3 separate regions of the Sus scrofa genome follow, and regions 2 and 3 are each linked to region 1. The links are chromatin contacts, called in public Hi-C maps. All regions are on one chromosome and are shown on one strand. The core of a region is the stretch at or near the end of the contact, and the rest is flanking DNA. Distances in the headings are between cores, read along the strand shown.

Region 1 (4,470 bases), core at 1,057-3,556:
CTCTACAAGAATCCATAAATGACCTTAGCCCCGAGTCCCACCAGGTTGCCCGTGGAGGGGGAGTTCCAAGAGAAGACAAGGTCACCTGTTGGAAGATGGGGACGGAGTTCGCGCCGGAGGTGGGGGCGGGAGCTGAGGTCACGGTTGGGGGGCGGAGGCAGGTTCCCAGGCCGCCGGCAGCTGGGTCTTGCGGTTCCCACGGGTGCCCCCGTGGCAGATGGGCCCAGGCCTCTTTGTCCCCAGTCCTCGGCCGCTGCAAGGTCAAATATCACCGCGGGGCCACGGGCAGGGGTCAGGGGGGCGGGGCTGGACCTCACCCCCCCAGGAGGGCCCCAGGGAGTGTGGGGGCGGCAGAGCTATTGGGAGGGGGCGGTGCGGCCGCCGAGACGTTGAACCCACCCGAGGTTCTGGGATGTACCACAGACCTTCCCCCAGACTCCAACCTGGCCCCACACCGCCACTCACTAGCCCTCCCCCTTCCCCAGACTTGTGTCCTTCAAGTCCCAGTTCCCTGCCCCCTCCCTTCTCTAGCCCCCCTCTGACTCCTTTCTTTGAGCCTTCTCTTCCAAGTCTCCCTCTCTTATCTCTTCTTTGAGATCAACCCCCAGCCCCATCAAAGATCCTGGAAAGTCCAGACCAGGGGCCTAGGACTCCTGTCCTCACCCCAAATACCCAACCAGTGCCCCCAGATTCCCAGGCAGCTCCAGAACCAAAGGGTCCTCTCTAACCATCCTGGTCCCTCTCTCCTAGAGCACCTTACCCTGCAGAGAATTCCACTCTAGTCAGACCCATGGAAAGTCCTTGCTCATGTCTAATCCTAGTCCTTCTTGCTTTCTGTACTTGCTGAAACCTCCCCCACCACACACACCCAGCCAGACTCCCTAGGGAGGTCCAGAGGCCCAGGGCTTGGCCATTGTACTGCCTGGCATCTCCAGAACCTTGGTGTCCTGGTTAGTGCTGTATGATCTCCAAGTATCTCCTGCCCTGACCATGGAGTGTGTATCCCCAGATGTCATCTGGAGAGGGGAATGCCTTTTTCCAAAGACCCTTCCTGAAAGGAGAGGGATTAGGAGTCCATGGAGGCAGAGGGCACAGCTATCCTGCCAGCAGCCGTCAGAGGCCCAGCCACGTGTCCTGGTGTCCAGCTCAATCCAGGGCAGGGCGATAGATAAGGCTGGGTGCCTGGACCTGCAGGACTCCAAGGTGAAAGGTCACTGCAGGAAGGGCTTTTCCAGCCAGTTAAACGTTAACAGGCCCAGAAACAGAGGCTCAGGCTTCCTTGCCCAGGACGGCAAGGGGGCATACAAAGTGTGCTTAATAAATGCTGGCCACAACAGCCCAGGGTCTTCTTGGTGGGTGACGTGGAGGCAGAATGGCAGCTGGGAGGCTCTGGAGACCCTGGAAGAGACATCTGTAGTCCAGCCGGCTGCCTGGCCAGGCCCTTTCGGTGAAGCACAGAAAGAAAAGGAAATTAAAGGGGAAAAGGGGCAGGCCCCCCGGCAGGGGTGGTGGGCATTCCTGTTGCTTCCAGCCTCGCTGGGCTGGGCGGGTGGCGCCCTGCCCCCAGAGGCCTTAAATTCTGGTAAGGGGGCCCCTGACCTCATGCCCCCGCCGGCTGCAGACCACAACATCCCTTCCCCCCGGAGATTCCGAGCACCAGGTGTTAGCCCAAGCAGAGAAAGGGTGGGGTGGGGGTCGGACGCAGCGACTTTCTGGAAGAGGAAGCAAACACAATCCATCATGCAACTGTGCAAAGAAATGCCCGGGGTGTGTGTGTGTGTGTGTGTGTGTGTGTTGCGCAGGGGCGTGCCCCCCGCGTGCAACTGGCCCCCCATTATTGCTTATGCCGGGAAGGCAGGGGGGTGGTGCCGAGGGGCACCTCGAGGGCGGTAGAGCGACGCAACGTCCAAGGCCGGAGGTGGAGGGGAGGGCCTTAGAGAGACATCTTGTCGAGGCTGCGGAAGGGCAGAGGGCAGCAGTCGCCCAGGTTCCCGCCGCGGCCCGGCAGGGGTTAAGGCTGGAGCGGGGTGAGGGCGGGGGTGGGATGGGGTGGGAGGGGGAGGGGGAGGGTCAGGCCGAGCGGCCCCGCGCTCCGCCCTCACCCCTCCCGCCGGCCCGGGCGCCGGGCGCCGCGCACGGCCACCCATGTCCTTATAAGGGCGGTCGTCGCCGGGGCAACGAGCGCCCGCCCCCAGCCCGCGGCGCGCGCCCCTGCCCCCGCCCCCGCCCCCCGCCCGCCCCGCGAATGGAACGTTGTGTGTCAAACCGGCCGCAGCGCGAGGCCGGCGCGCGGGGTCGGCGGCGGCGGCGAGAGCCAGGCTCGGGCCCAGGCGCAGGCCCAGGCCGGGCGGGCGCGGCCGTAGCGGGGGCGGCAGCTCAGGAAGCGCCGGCCCGCGGCCCTGCAGGCCCGGAGCGGCCGCCCGGGGGCCCGACGGCCTCAGGGGGCGCGGTGACCGGCCCCGGCGCGTGCCCGCCGCCCCTCCCCCCCGCCGCGGGCGGCCGAGCAACTTGCGGCCAAACTTTCCCCCTGGCCTCCCGCGCTCGGATGGCAGCCCGCTAAGTTGGCCGCAGCCCTCGGCCGAGCGGCAACCGGGCCAGAGGGCGCCCCCTGCGCAGCCTGGGCCGGGCCATGGCCCGTGCTCCCCCGCCGGGGCCCCAGGGCGCCGGGGCGCGAGTCCCCGGGGCCCCCGGCCCGCACCTCTAGTTGCCCCCCCGGCCCCAGGCCCGGCCCCGCGCACGCGTGGGAAAGTTGGCCTGGAACCGGCCCGACCAGTTCCGCCCGGGCGCGCGGACCGGCCGCAGGAAGTTACTGCAAAACTTTTTTGGGGGGTGCAGTCGGGTGCCCCCCGCGCGCCGGGGCCGGATGCGCACCGGGTAGGGTCTCCCGGGCCGAAAGGGGTGCCCCGAAGGAGGAGCGCGGAGGGGGCGCCCCGGCCCCGCTGCCCTGGGGCTATGGCCATGGTGACCGGCGGCTGGGGCGGCCCCGGCGGCGGCGGCGGCGGCGGCGACACGAACGGCGTGGACAAGGCGGGCGGCTACCCGCGCGCGGCGGAGGAAGACTCGGCCTCACCCCCCGGGGCTGCCAGCGACGCTGAACCGGGCGACGAGGAGCGGCCGGGGCTGCAGGTGGACTGCGTGGTGTGCGGGGACAAGTCGAGCGGCAAGCACTACGGCGTCTTCACCTGCGAGGGCTGCAAGAGCTTCTTCAAGCGGAGCATCCGCCGCAACCTCAGCTACACCTGCCGGTGAGCCCCCTATCAGCGCACAGCCGCTGGGCACCCGGCCCGGCCTGGGCCGGGCCTCTGACCTGCTCGGTCACCTTGGGCCTGGCACTGACCTTCTCTGGGCCTCCACTCCCCCTCTGAGATAGGGGCACAGCTCCCTCTCCCCCTCTTCATTGCATTCCTGGGATTGTGTATACAGTCGGCGCTGTATCGTTGCAGGTCCCCCCATCAGGTGGTCCCTTGTGGCTTCCGCCCCAGTTACTTGCTCCTCCTCCCTCCCTTCTTTTTCTCCTGAGAAGGGCCAGCTCCGTGCGGGGAGGGTTGGGGTGCTGTCAGGAGTGGGCCCCCAACCGCAGGGCATCCCTTCCCTTGGGAATCTCGGTGCGCGGGGGACCCCGCGGGAATCGAACGTGGAACTTGGACTGTGGAGCTGGCAGCTTCGAGGGGCCATTGTCTGCATCCGCGCGGATCGATACGGCGCGCCCTTGGGGTCAAATATCACTTCCAAAGTCGCCCTGGCCACTGAGGTGGCGGCTGTAGTGAAACCGGGGTGGCACAGAGCAGCTTCCTTTGCATGGGGGCCCCTGCTCTGGGGTCGGACCTGCCCATCAGGGGGGAACACCCCCCCCTACCCCCCAGAGCTCACCCTGGGCCTTGGGTCACTGGAAGCTGCTGCTCTAGGTCAGGGAGGACGGCTGGATTTGACCACATTTTGGCTGCCCCACCCCCCAGCCAGAAATGGGTGCAGACCTGGGCTCCTGGAAAATCCCTGAAACTTTGGTGGGCTCTGAGACAGGGTGGGGGGTGAATGTTTCCTCCCCTGGGAAACCTAGGAACCCTGAGCTATCCTCAGTTGGAGCCCCCACTGACAGGGCGTGGCCTTGCTAGCTTCTCCGGTTGATAATGGGCACTAGGTCTGGGGGAGAAGCTGCTGGCATTGGGTGTCCAGCCCAGGACCCCCTTTCCTACCACTCTTTGGTCAGCCTTCTTTGGCTCCATTTTTAAACCTTTACTCTGTGTCCTCCAGGAACCTGCTTGGGCTCTGGTGCCAGTATTGAGAGTCCCATTTTCTAGATAGGGGAAACTGAGGCCCAGGAACGCCTTGGTGGCTGTCCTGGATCATCCGGGAAGAGACCCTGCCCCGGTTGGGGCCTAGCACCAGGGACTGTGGGGCTGGGAAGAGGGACAGGAGAGTTTGGGTCAGGGTGTCCCCGGGGAGAGCTGCTGATGGAGGGCTTGTTGGCAG
Region 2 (4,470 bases), core at 889-3,388, 49 kb before region 1:
TCTCTGTGTGACTTGGGACAAGTGACTTCTCAGCCTGGCCACCCCTGCTGTGAACCGAGGGCCACAACAGGGACCCCTTCCAGGGTTGTTCTGTGTCTCAGTAAGACAACACAGGGAGAGAGCTCTGCACAGAGCTCCCTTGAGGGCAGCTGTTAGCATCAATCTGTGCTGAATAAATGAATGAAGACAGGGTATGGCCAGTACTTCCTGTCAGCTAAGCAGGAAAATAAGGTCTTGGAAACGGGGAGAAATCCTCACTCAGCCAGACAAATCCTAGCTACAGTTGGGTCCAGAAGCTATCATCCACTGCCTCAGCAAACACTCACTGATTATCTGTGTGCCAGTCCCTGTGTAGGCAGCCTGCCAGTGACCCAACCAAAGCAAGACGAGGAAAAGAAATGGTGTGCAGAGAGAGGAGAGACATGGGGGATTCTGAGATGTTCACAGGAGAAGGTGCATTCCAGGCAGAAGAAGTAATGAGTGCAAAGGCCCTGGGATGGCAGGGACTTGGAGCGTGAAAATGTGAAAACAAGGCCACTGTGGCTGAAGCTCAAGGGGGTGGGGGGTAAAAAGATGAGGTCACAGAGATGGGCAGGGACCTTGGAGACTGAGGGGGAGCTGGGGTTTCATTGGGGTTACAACAGGAAACCCCTGGAGTGTTTTGTAAGCTAGAAAGTGGTATAATCTGACTGACATCTTTAAAAACTCCCTCTGGTTCTGGACTGCCAGTGGGGCTGGATGGAGAGAAGGAGACCAGGGAGGAGGCTGCAGCAGGTGTTCAGGTGAGAGGTAGAGGTGCCTGGACCAGGGTGGGGAGCCAAGGACAAAATTAGAATTCATTCTGGAGGCAGAGCCAACAAAACCCACTATGGTCTGGGCGTGGGCAATGAGGCTGCAGCAAGGAATCAAGGACAACACCCAGGCTTGGGGATCCACGTGCTAGGAATGCACTTATCAGTTTCCTATACCCTTTGTGACAAGAAGTCTTCTTTTGCCCATCCCCCACCACACCCCAAGGACTGTGGCTTGTGGGCTGGGACCCTGAGTCCAGGACCAATGGGATTTGACTTGCCCTGACAAAAGCTTTCATTACCCCTGTCAGCCCTGAAGATGTCAAGTAGTGTGGGGAACGGAGGGGGCTTCAACCCAACTCTGAGGCTGTGTCACACTTCACAGGTGGAGACAGGAAACCCCAAAGAACCATCAGACCCAAATCCCAGGATGAGTGAGCGGCCCAGGGGGGATTTTAACCTCCCAACCACGAGCTGGCATTAACCCAACTTCAAGATGAGGAGACAGCTGAGAGGGGATGTCAACATCCCTGAGTAACCCAGCTCATCTGTTGAGCGTTCACCATCCCAAGCTCTTTAAGACGTCAGTTCCCTAAATTATCGCAATCGTATGAGGTCTGAACTATTGCTACCCCCATTTAACAGAGGTAGGGCCTGGTGATTGGAGAGACGAAGTTACTCCCTCTTAGAGCTGGTCAGGGCAGAAATCTGGAGGTGGGGTCGGGGGACTGGGGCAGTTTGCGATGTCGCACTTCCTTTGGCGACAAAGCCCCGCACGTCAAGGCATCAAGCCCCTTCCCCGCCCCGACGCTCAGGCCGGCCTCCTAAGCCCTCTCAAACTGGAAAAGCCCAGGCCTACCGCGCGGAGAACGGGACCTGAGATGGGGGTCTTGGGGGACCCCATACCCACCCCTAGGCTATTTCCGGGGGGACCGCGACCCGGAAATGAATGACTTGTCAGGGCCTGAAAGCTTAGGTGGGTCAGGGGTCGGAGATGGAGCCAGGGCGAGGTCAGCAGGAAGCTCGCAGCAGGGGTCTAGGGGTCGAAGGGCACGGGTCAAAGGGAGGGGCGGGCCGGGCTAGAGGGGGCCAGGCAGGACGGTGAGGGGCCAGGGGGATTACTGGGGGTGGGTGGGCCCGCGGCGCCATTTTGTCAAGAGAAGGGGGGAGTACGGCCCCGGCAGCCACCCTCACCATCTTCTGTTTCCTCCGTCGCCTCCTCAGCCACCGTCTCTGCTGCCGCCGCCGCCACCACAGCCGCCTTCTTAGCCGCCGCCGCACAGTAACTTCCAGCCACCGCACAGCCCACACTGATGGTGTGGCCGCCCGTCCGTCATTGGTCCGCCCTCTAGCCCCGCCTCTAGGCTATAAGGTCTTTGCGCGCTCCCATTGGCCTGATCTAACTAAGTCACGCGCCCATTGGACGTCACGCCTCCTCCCTTCGTGGTCAAGTTCGGTTGAGGGAGCAAAACCCCGCCCGGGAATTGCAAGAGAGGGGCAGCGAACTCCGGAAGTGGGCGGAGGCTGCCCCCAAAGCCTCTTGGAATTTGTAGTCTGCGGCACCTGGAGGTCCCGGAGGTGGGGACCCACCATGACACTCTCAGCCTCCTCCCCAGGGTCCCAATCTTAGGTTTCAGCATATCTAAGCTATTCCACACTAGCTGCTTGAATTATCTTTGAACTGACAACCCAGACTCTTCTTCGAACACTTCCCGTGACTCCTCATTACCCCAAGGGTTCAGTCCCACCTCCTCGGCCCCATATCCTGGGCCCCTCCAGCCAAATTCGTCCACCTTTTATGCTGACCCCTCTCTAGTCCCTCCTTCCTTCGGCCCTCCCACACCCTGCCATCTCTTCCTGGAAGCCTTCCCTGTGTTCTTCCCAATGCCAAGTCGGGTGCTTCCTCATGGCCCCATAGCCCTCACCACCCTCTTACCAGCCCTGACTCCACTATGTCCAAACTGCCTGCGTACGAATCTACCTCCCAACTCCTCACCAGCCTGACAGCCTGGACAGAACAAGGATTTATTGAGGAAGTACTCCTCAGGTTACTAAGGGGAAGTTAGTATTATTACTCCAGCAACAACACAGCAAGGGAGAAACGAGCACCTGATTTTGTAGAAGCCAGATAAGCCTCAGAGAGTTAAGGTCTTGCTCAAAGTCACATAGCCCATCCCCAAGGGGCAGGTGGTTGGGTTCATATCCCTCCCAACTCTCCACAAGCCTTCCTAGAACCGTGGGAATCACGACATTTTACAACACAAGTGAAAATGTGAACATTTATTAGACTTTCAATGACTAAAAGAACTGATAACTTTTTTTCAGCTGTGAAAAGTTTTGTGAATATGTATTAAAGAGCCCTTATCTTGAAGAGGTGCCTTCTGAAATATTTACAGAATAATCTGACGCCTGAGATTTGCATCTCAGGAGGGGGCAGGATGGGTTGTGGGTAATTGGTCACTAGACTGTTGCGTTAAGTTCGAAATTCTTCCTAATTCAAAAGCGTAAAAAAGCACCGGGCAAGGTCTGACTTCCACTCCTTTTTCCAGTATAATACCAGATTTCTTCCCCTGGGCCAATGTGAGGGATATTCATGTCCGTCCGAATCCCAGTCGTCCTGCTCTCCAGCTCTCCACAAAAACAGCCACAGGCTAAGCGAGGGAAATGATTTAATGAGGGGTCCAGGCGGCAGCGTCGCCCTTCTCAATGGCTCAATGATTTTCGGCCCTTGTGCATGCGACGAAGAATGACTTGGACCCCGGTTGGCGTTCTCAAGCGCCGGACCCAACCATGCTTGTGCTTGCGTTTGATGTTACTCGGCTGATACTCGTTCCCGCGCGCCTTGCCCCGGGTCTGCTGCATGGCGGGGAGTCCCCATGTATCCGGGAACCCCAGCCAGGCCTGGGGCTGGAGCCACCTGCCCGGTCAGAGAAAAAGCGAGAAAGGTCAGAAAAGATTGCTGTGTGACTGCTGCGTGGCGCTCAACCTCGAGTTCGCAAGGCATTGGAAGGAAGGTCATGTCGTTGGTAAATAGCTGGGGTCAGCCCCTCGACTCCGCTCTTACTCCCAGATTTGGGAAGGGGACCCACTGAGGACTCACCTGCCACCTACTAGCGCCGCTGACCTACTGACGGGGTCCAAGAGGCGACCCACGGATCTAGCCAAGAAAGCCATGTCCAGCCGCCGGCACTCCGTCCAGTGGCAGCTATTCCGAAACCCGTAGGTTCCGCAGCTGCGAACGAGGACTTCTGGGAGTTGTAGTTTTTCCTACAGCGGAGCCTTCCTTGCCGCGGGGGCCTCCCGGAATTGTAGTTCTACGTCTGCGCGCCCACACCTTAGGCGTGAGCGTCCTTGCACACAGGCGCATGTAATTTTTCAGATGGACCAGCAGGTGGCAGGAGAACGGCGCCTCCTCAGCAGACGCTTGCGTACAGAGCATTAAGTCCCCGGGTCTGCTAGGAGTTGTAGTTTCTTTTCCTGCAGACCCGAGGAGGGTACACTTGGGTGACGGTGGCGCAGCTGGTGGCAGCCTCAGGAGACGGCTGGTTGAATTTCCCACCCCCAGCGGGAGCCAGGCAGATGGCACACAGCTGGCTGGCAGCTTTCCTTTAGCCCCAGCCAAGTCTCTGCCTCTTGGCTGTGAGCCCAGGCGGTCTGAGTTCAAGTTGGCCGTATGTCC
Region 3 (4,470 bases), core at 1,339-3,838, 34 kb after region 1:
GGAAAGAGTAGGCCATCTTGGTCCTGGATGGGACTCCCTGCCTCCAGGACCCCAAATCTGACCCCCAAAGCACACCAGGCTCCAAATACCCCGGCCCAGTGAGATTCATGTGAGGAAGGGGGCAGGTTGCTGCAGGAAGCCAGGCGTCTGTCCTAGTACTGTGCTGGTGAGGTGCTCCTGCCTCAGGATCTTTGTATGTGCTGTTCCCTCTGCCTGCAGTGCCCTGCCTATTCCCAAGCTACCTGGCATAATTTCTAAGGGCATCTCTTTTCATACTCCCATCTTTTTTTTTCAGGCCACACTCCCAGCATATGGAAGTTCCTGGGCCAGAGATTGAATCTGAACTGACCTATGACCTATGCCAGAGTTGCAGCAATGGCAGATCCTTAACCCACTGTGCCAGGCCTGGGATTGAACCAGCTCCTCCACAGAGACAAGCTAGACCAGATCATTAACCCACTATGTCATAGCGGGAACTCCTCATACTTCCATCTTGAGGAGACAGCAAACTGGTGGGTCACCCTATCTAAGGCCAACTTGAAGACAAAGTTCTGGCATCACTCCTCTGTTGTTCCTTCTCTCCCTATGGGCCATTCTTGTTTTCTGTGGTCAAGCAGGAAAGAGCCCTAGGATGTATTTTAGGACAGGAACACCTCGTGACGTGGGCACTGGGCCACAGGACTAAGCCTAGCCCGTCAGCCTCCTAACAGCTAGATCCCCTATAGTGGAGGGGCCAGTGGATGGGGGTTGGAAGGGTGGCATGGGGTCGGAGAGACACTTGCTTCTCCTCCTTGATGGACTGGATCCGCTCGATTAGGATCTCCTTCTCTCGATCCTCGTCACCACCAGCTGCTTCTTCCTCTGGCAGCACCCCCAGTTCCTCCAGGCCACCGCTGCTTTTCATCCGGGTCTTGGGATTCTTGATCTGCCAAGAAAAGCGGCAGGTGTGGTCAGCCCCTCTAGGTGGGTGGGGTTCAGTGCTTGTGGATGGAAAGAGGGCGGTGCATCTCCAGGGGAGGTTAGTTCCGACGCGGACGGCTACGCTTAGTAAGGCTTCTCCCGGGATCATGCAGGGACTGAGTGACCGGCACTTGGCTGATTAGTCATCTTCAGCACAGGTGGTCAGCAGGCAATGGGCCTCCCCCAGCATGCACTTCTGGAAGGTTAGGATGTACTTGGCCTATCCTAAGAGACCCTAGGGGTGGAGGGGAACCCCAGCATGCACCGCACCGGGAGACATGCGACTAGAACCCGCCGTATGTGTACATACCAGGACCCCCTCATAGGGAGACGAAAACCCCAGTTTGAGAGGCCATGGCTGGGGGAGAGATGAAGAGAGGGTGACCACACTGGGCCATGACCAGGTGCTAGTCATGGGCATGCACCATGTCTGATTGCGGGGATAAGGAGGGGATCCTCCCACAGGAGCCTGGGCCTGCCCTTTATTCCCCCACCCACCTCCGAAAGCAAGACCATTTCTGCTGTGGGAACGTTTCCCTGTGGGCGGGGCCCAGGTCTGCAGGGGATGTGGCTGGAGTATGACCAGGATTACCACCAAGTGGGTGATAGAATCCCCTGCTGCTGAGAGGAGCAGTTGGCTTAGAGACTGAGCTAGGACGGGGGTCATTTGGCTGTGAGGAATCAGCGCCTAACTATGCTGCCATGAGGCTCCTGGTCAGGCTGCCTACGGCCACACGTGGCTGCAAGTGTATGCATTAGAAGAGACACCACGCCCTATGCCCAAACCCCGCCCACGGCCTCCTCCCACAAGGCTCCCCCCCGACCCGAGCCGCAGCCCTGCGTTGCTCACAGCGTTTTGTCTCAGGAGAGAGAGCCTTCGGGAGGCGATGCTCTCCGCAGCCTCCAGTTGGTTGATCTCCTCCATCTTCACTTTGTACTTCCTCATCTGTTCTTTGATCAGCATCTCCACGCACCTGTGGAGAAGGCGATTCGGCTATCCTGGGGGGATGGCCAACGCGAGGGCCCCTCTTCCCCGTCTAGGGAGATGCTGGCCAGAGACTGGGGCAGGGTGGCTGAGGCAGAGACCCAGAGGTCAGGCAGGGCCGCGGACAAGGCTGTGGCTCCCCTTGTGGCCCCACTTCACTCACTGTGTGACCTTGTGCTGCTCACCCCACCTCTCTGAGCCTGGATCCCTGTCTTAACAAGCCTCCTTGTCTGAAGGAGGAAGTACAGTACCGAGGATTAAAGTGAATTGATCTTTCAGTCACCCTGCAGGGTGGGGACAATCCCATCTCACAGAAGTATAGAAGGTGTGGGGAGGCTGGGCGATTTATCCCAGGGGCTGCAGGCAGCTGGCCCCAAGGGCTCAAGAAGTCCCTTGGTCAGGGCCAGCCTGAGTGGCCAATACCAGGGAGACTCAGCCTGGAGAGGTCAGTACCAGGGCGGGGAGGGTGTGGTGGGACAGGATGGACTCGGCCTGGATGGAGAGGCGGTCGTGACCACATAAGAAAAAAAGGCCATGGAATGTGCTGAAAGAGGCTGAAAGCATATCTGTCAACACCACACCACAGCCCAGGTAGTGTCAGGGACACTCTGGGCTCCCCTCCTCTCCGCCTAGCAGCTGCTGCTCATTACTCTCAAAGCGTGTGGCCTGGGGGCCTAGGTCAGGCCTTCCTGTGTTTGCCTCCTGAAACTGCCTAGGGTGACAGGTTCTTATTTTTAGAGTGTGCAGCCTAGATAATATCCTCTTAGTGATGGATGTCTGCTAACCTCCTTTTGAGTTCTTTTGAAGAACCTTTTGAGAACTTTTGAAGATTGTTTAGGGGAAGAAGGAAACTTGAGATCATACTTCTGTTTGCTGCTGGCTCTCATTGCTTTCTGACACTGGGAACATGGGGCTTCACTGTCTCCCTCACCCTGTGGCAAGGAACGAGGGATTTTCCCCTGTTTTTGGTTTTCCACCCTCCAACTTGCAAGTGACGCTCCTGCTGCTTGAGGAGAGAGGCTGCCAGATCTCCCCCCACCCCGGGTCTGGGACTGTGTGAGCCCCATGATGCCACTGTGAGGCTGGGCTGCCCCTTGTCCCTTGTCTGTCGGAAGAACCCTGCTTGCTGCTCACAGCAAACAGCGCACATCCAGGCTTTGTTTGAATTTCCATTTAGGACAAAAGTCATGTGTGTTTGTTAGAAAAGAAAACAGAGTAGAGAGATCAAATGAAGCCCATCCAGGACTCCAGTGCTCAGGGCACCTCCAGGGGCCATCGTGAACGGGGTATATTCTTCGGGACTTTTCTCTGCAGGTGTGTTTACACACTACTGAGGCTAGGCCGTTGGAGGGTTCTGGCATGGGCTCTGCGGTTTAATGTGGGGTCCCTGGTGGGGCTGCCCTGAGTGCATGGCGGGAGCGGAGGCCCGCTGGTCCTGGTACTCACGTGGTGATCTTGAGGACGTCTTTCATGCTGGTCAGTGGGTCTGAGTTGTCTGGGCAGCGCAGGAGGCAGGGTGCGAAGATGATGGCCAGCGCACCGGGTGACATGCGGTTCACATCCTCGAGCAGGGCCACCCTGTGCAATAAGTGGCAGTCAGGGGGTGGCTGGGGAGCCCCAAGACAAGAATCCAGAGCCTGGGGAAGGTGCCAGCACAGCTGGGGGCCCCCTGGTGGACCCCCTCCCAATATGGGCTCATGTCCTGGCATGAAGCCACCAGAGAATGCCGGCCCTGGGGAACACTGTGGCCAGGCTCCTGCTGGGACCCCACCCCACGGAGAGCTGGTGGTAGGTAGGTGGACAGGCACTTGCTTGACCAGGTGAAAGATGAGCCGTTCCAGGGAGTTGTGGTTGGCTTCTGGCAGGTGCTCCAAGACGGCATAGATGGCGGCCAGCTGCTCTTGCTTCTCTGGCAGCTCTAGGAGGGCCCAGGGGTGTCAGCTACCTGCCAGCCCCACCCTGACAGGCTCCAGGGCCCCGGGGAGCCTCCCACTGGGTTGAGCCTGGGACGGGTGTGTGGCAAGCACAGAGGGCCCCAGCCCGGGCCTTGGTTTCTCGGCTGGAGTGATGCGGGTCCCTCCTCCCTGACTGGCCAGAGCAAATACTTAAGGCTCTGACCCCCGATAGCCACCTCCTGCCCCCCTCCTCCCCTGCTGCCACCGTGGGACTCACCTACGGCGCGGAGGAAGTCACCGTACTGGGCAAAGGTCATGAGGGGCTCGGGCAGCTCTCGGAGCCACTGTTTGAGCACCCCGGTGATGGCGTGGATAGGAAAGTTCTCCAGTTTGACTGCTGTGGGGTCTGTGGGCGGGGTGGGGGGGGCGGTGAGTGTGGGGAAGGCAGGGGGCTGGGCCTGGAGCCCCATGCTTCACCCTCCTGCCCTTGACACTGACCTGCCCACAGCCCTCACCTCCTCACAGCACCCACCTGTCTGCAATGCCTGCCGGAGTTCTCTGGTGCGATTGGCCGCACCTGACTTGCGATAGAGGCCCTCAGTATACAAGCCGTGCATCTCCACATGTTCC

Evidence for each region. Hi-C and Micro-C count contacts between places; a contact is called where the count stands out from the background.
Region 2: a contact with region 1 is called in a Hi-C map of embryonic fibroblasts, with 2.0 times the contacts expected there. The contact joins the promoter of DDA1 here to the promoter of NR2F6 in region 1. A contact is called at or near these places in 1 of 5 promoter capture datasets (liver), 16 of 47 Hi-C or Micro-C datasets (alveolar macrophages, embryonic fibroblasts, epiblast stem cells and 9 more) and 2 of 2 datasets of contacts at active chromatin or transcription factors (alveolar macrophages and skeletal muscle).
Region 3: a Hi-C map of fetal liver shows a contact between it and region 1, with 1.7 times the contacts expected there. The contact joins the enhancer-like site here to the promoter of NR2F6 in region 1. A contact is called at or near these places in 2 of 47 Hi-C or Micro-C datasets (fetal liver and skeletal muscle).

What each region holds. Positions count from the first base shown.
Region 1 is chr2:60,423,810-60,428,279 of Sscrofa11.1, forward strand. It overlaps NR2F6 (nuclear receptor subfamily 2 group F member 6), which reads left to right and starts at 2,307. Exons shown (of 4, transcript XM_021083574.1): 1 at 2,307-3,245. The coding sequence starts at 2,953.
Region 2 is chr2:60,374,848-60,379,317 of Sscrofa11.1, forward strand. It overlaps DDA1 (DET1- and DDB1-associated protein 1), which reads right to left and starts at 2,139. Exons shown (of 5, transcript XM_021083567.1): 1 at 1,986-2,139. The coding sequence starts at 1,988. It overlaps MRPL34 (39S ribosomal protein L34, mitochondrial), which reads right to left and starts at 4,120. Exons shown (of 2, transcript XM_021083568.1): 1 at 3,892-4,120; 2 at 3,057-3,708. The coding sequence starts at 3,965. The coding sequence ends at 3,495.
Region 3 is chr2:60,457,338-60,461,807 of Sscrofa11.1, forward strand. It overlaps MYO9B (unconventional myosin-IXb), which reads right to left. Exons shown (of 42, transcript XM_021083575.1): 34 at 4,373-4,470; 35 at 4,118-4,246; 36 at 3,758-3,863; 37 at 3,392-3,523; 38 at 1,811-1,934; 39 at 1,271-1,318; 40 at 783-925. Among named protein-coding and RNA genes, the nearest start is that of USE1, 5.5 kb to the left of the region's middle. Within about 2 kb of position 2,589, at least 4 of the 83 cell types and tissues checked have an H3K27ac peak or open chromatin away from gene starts, as enhancers often do. A contact at or near this core is called in fetal liver, where this site is marked.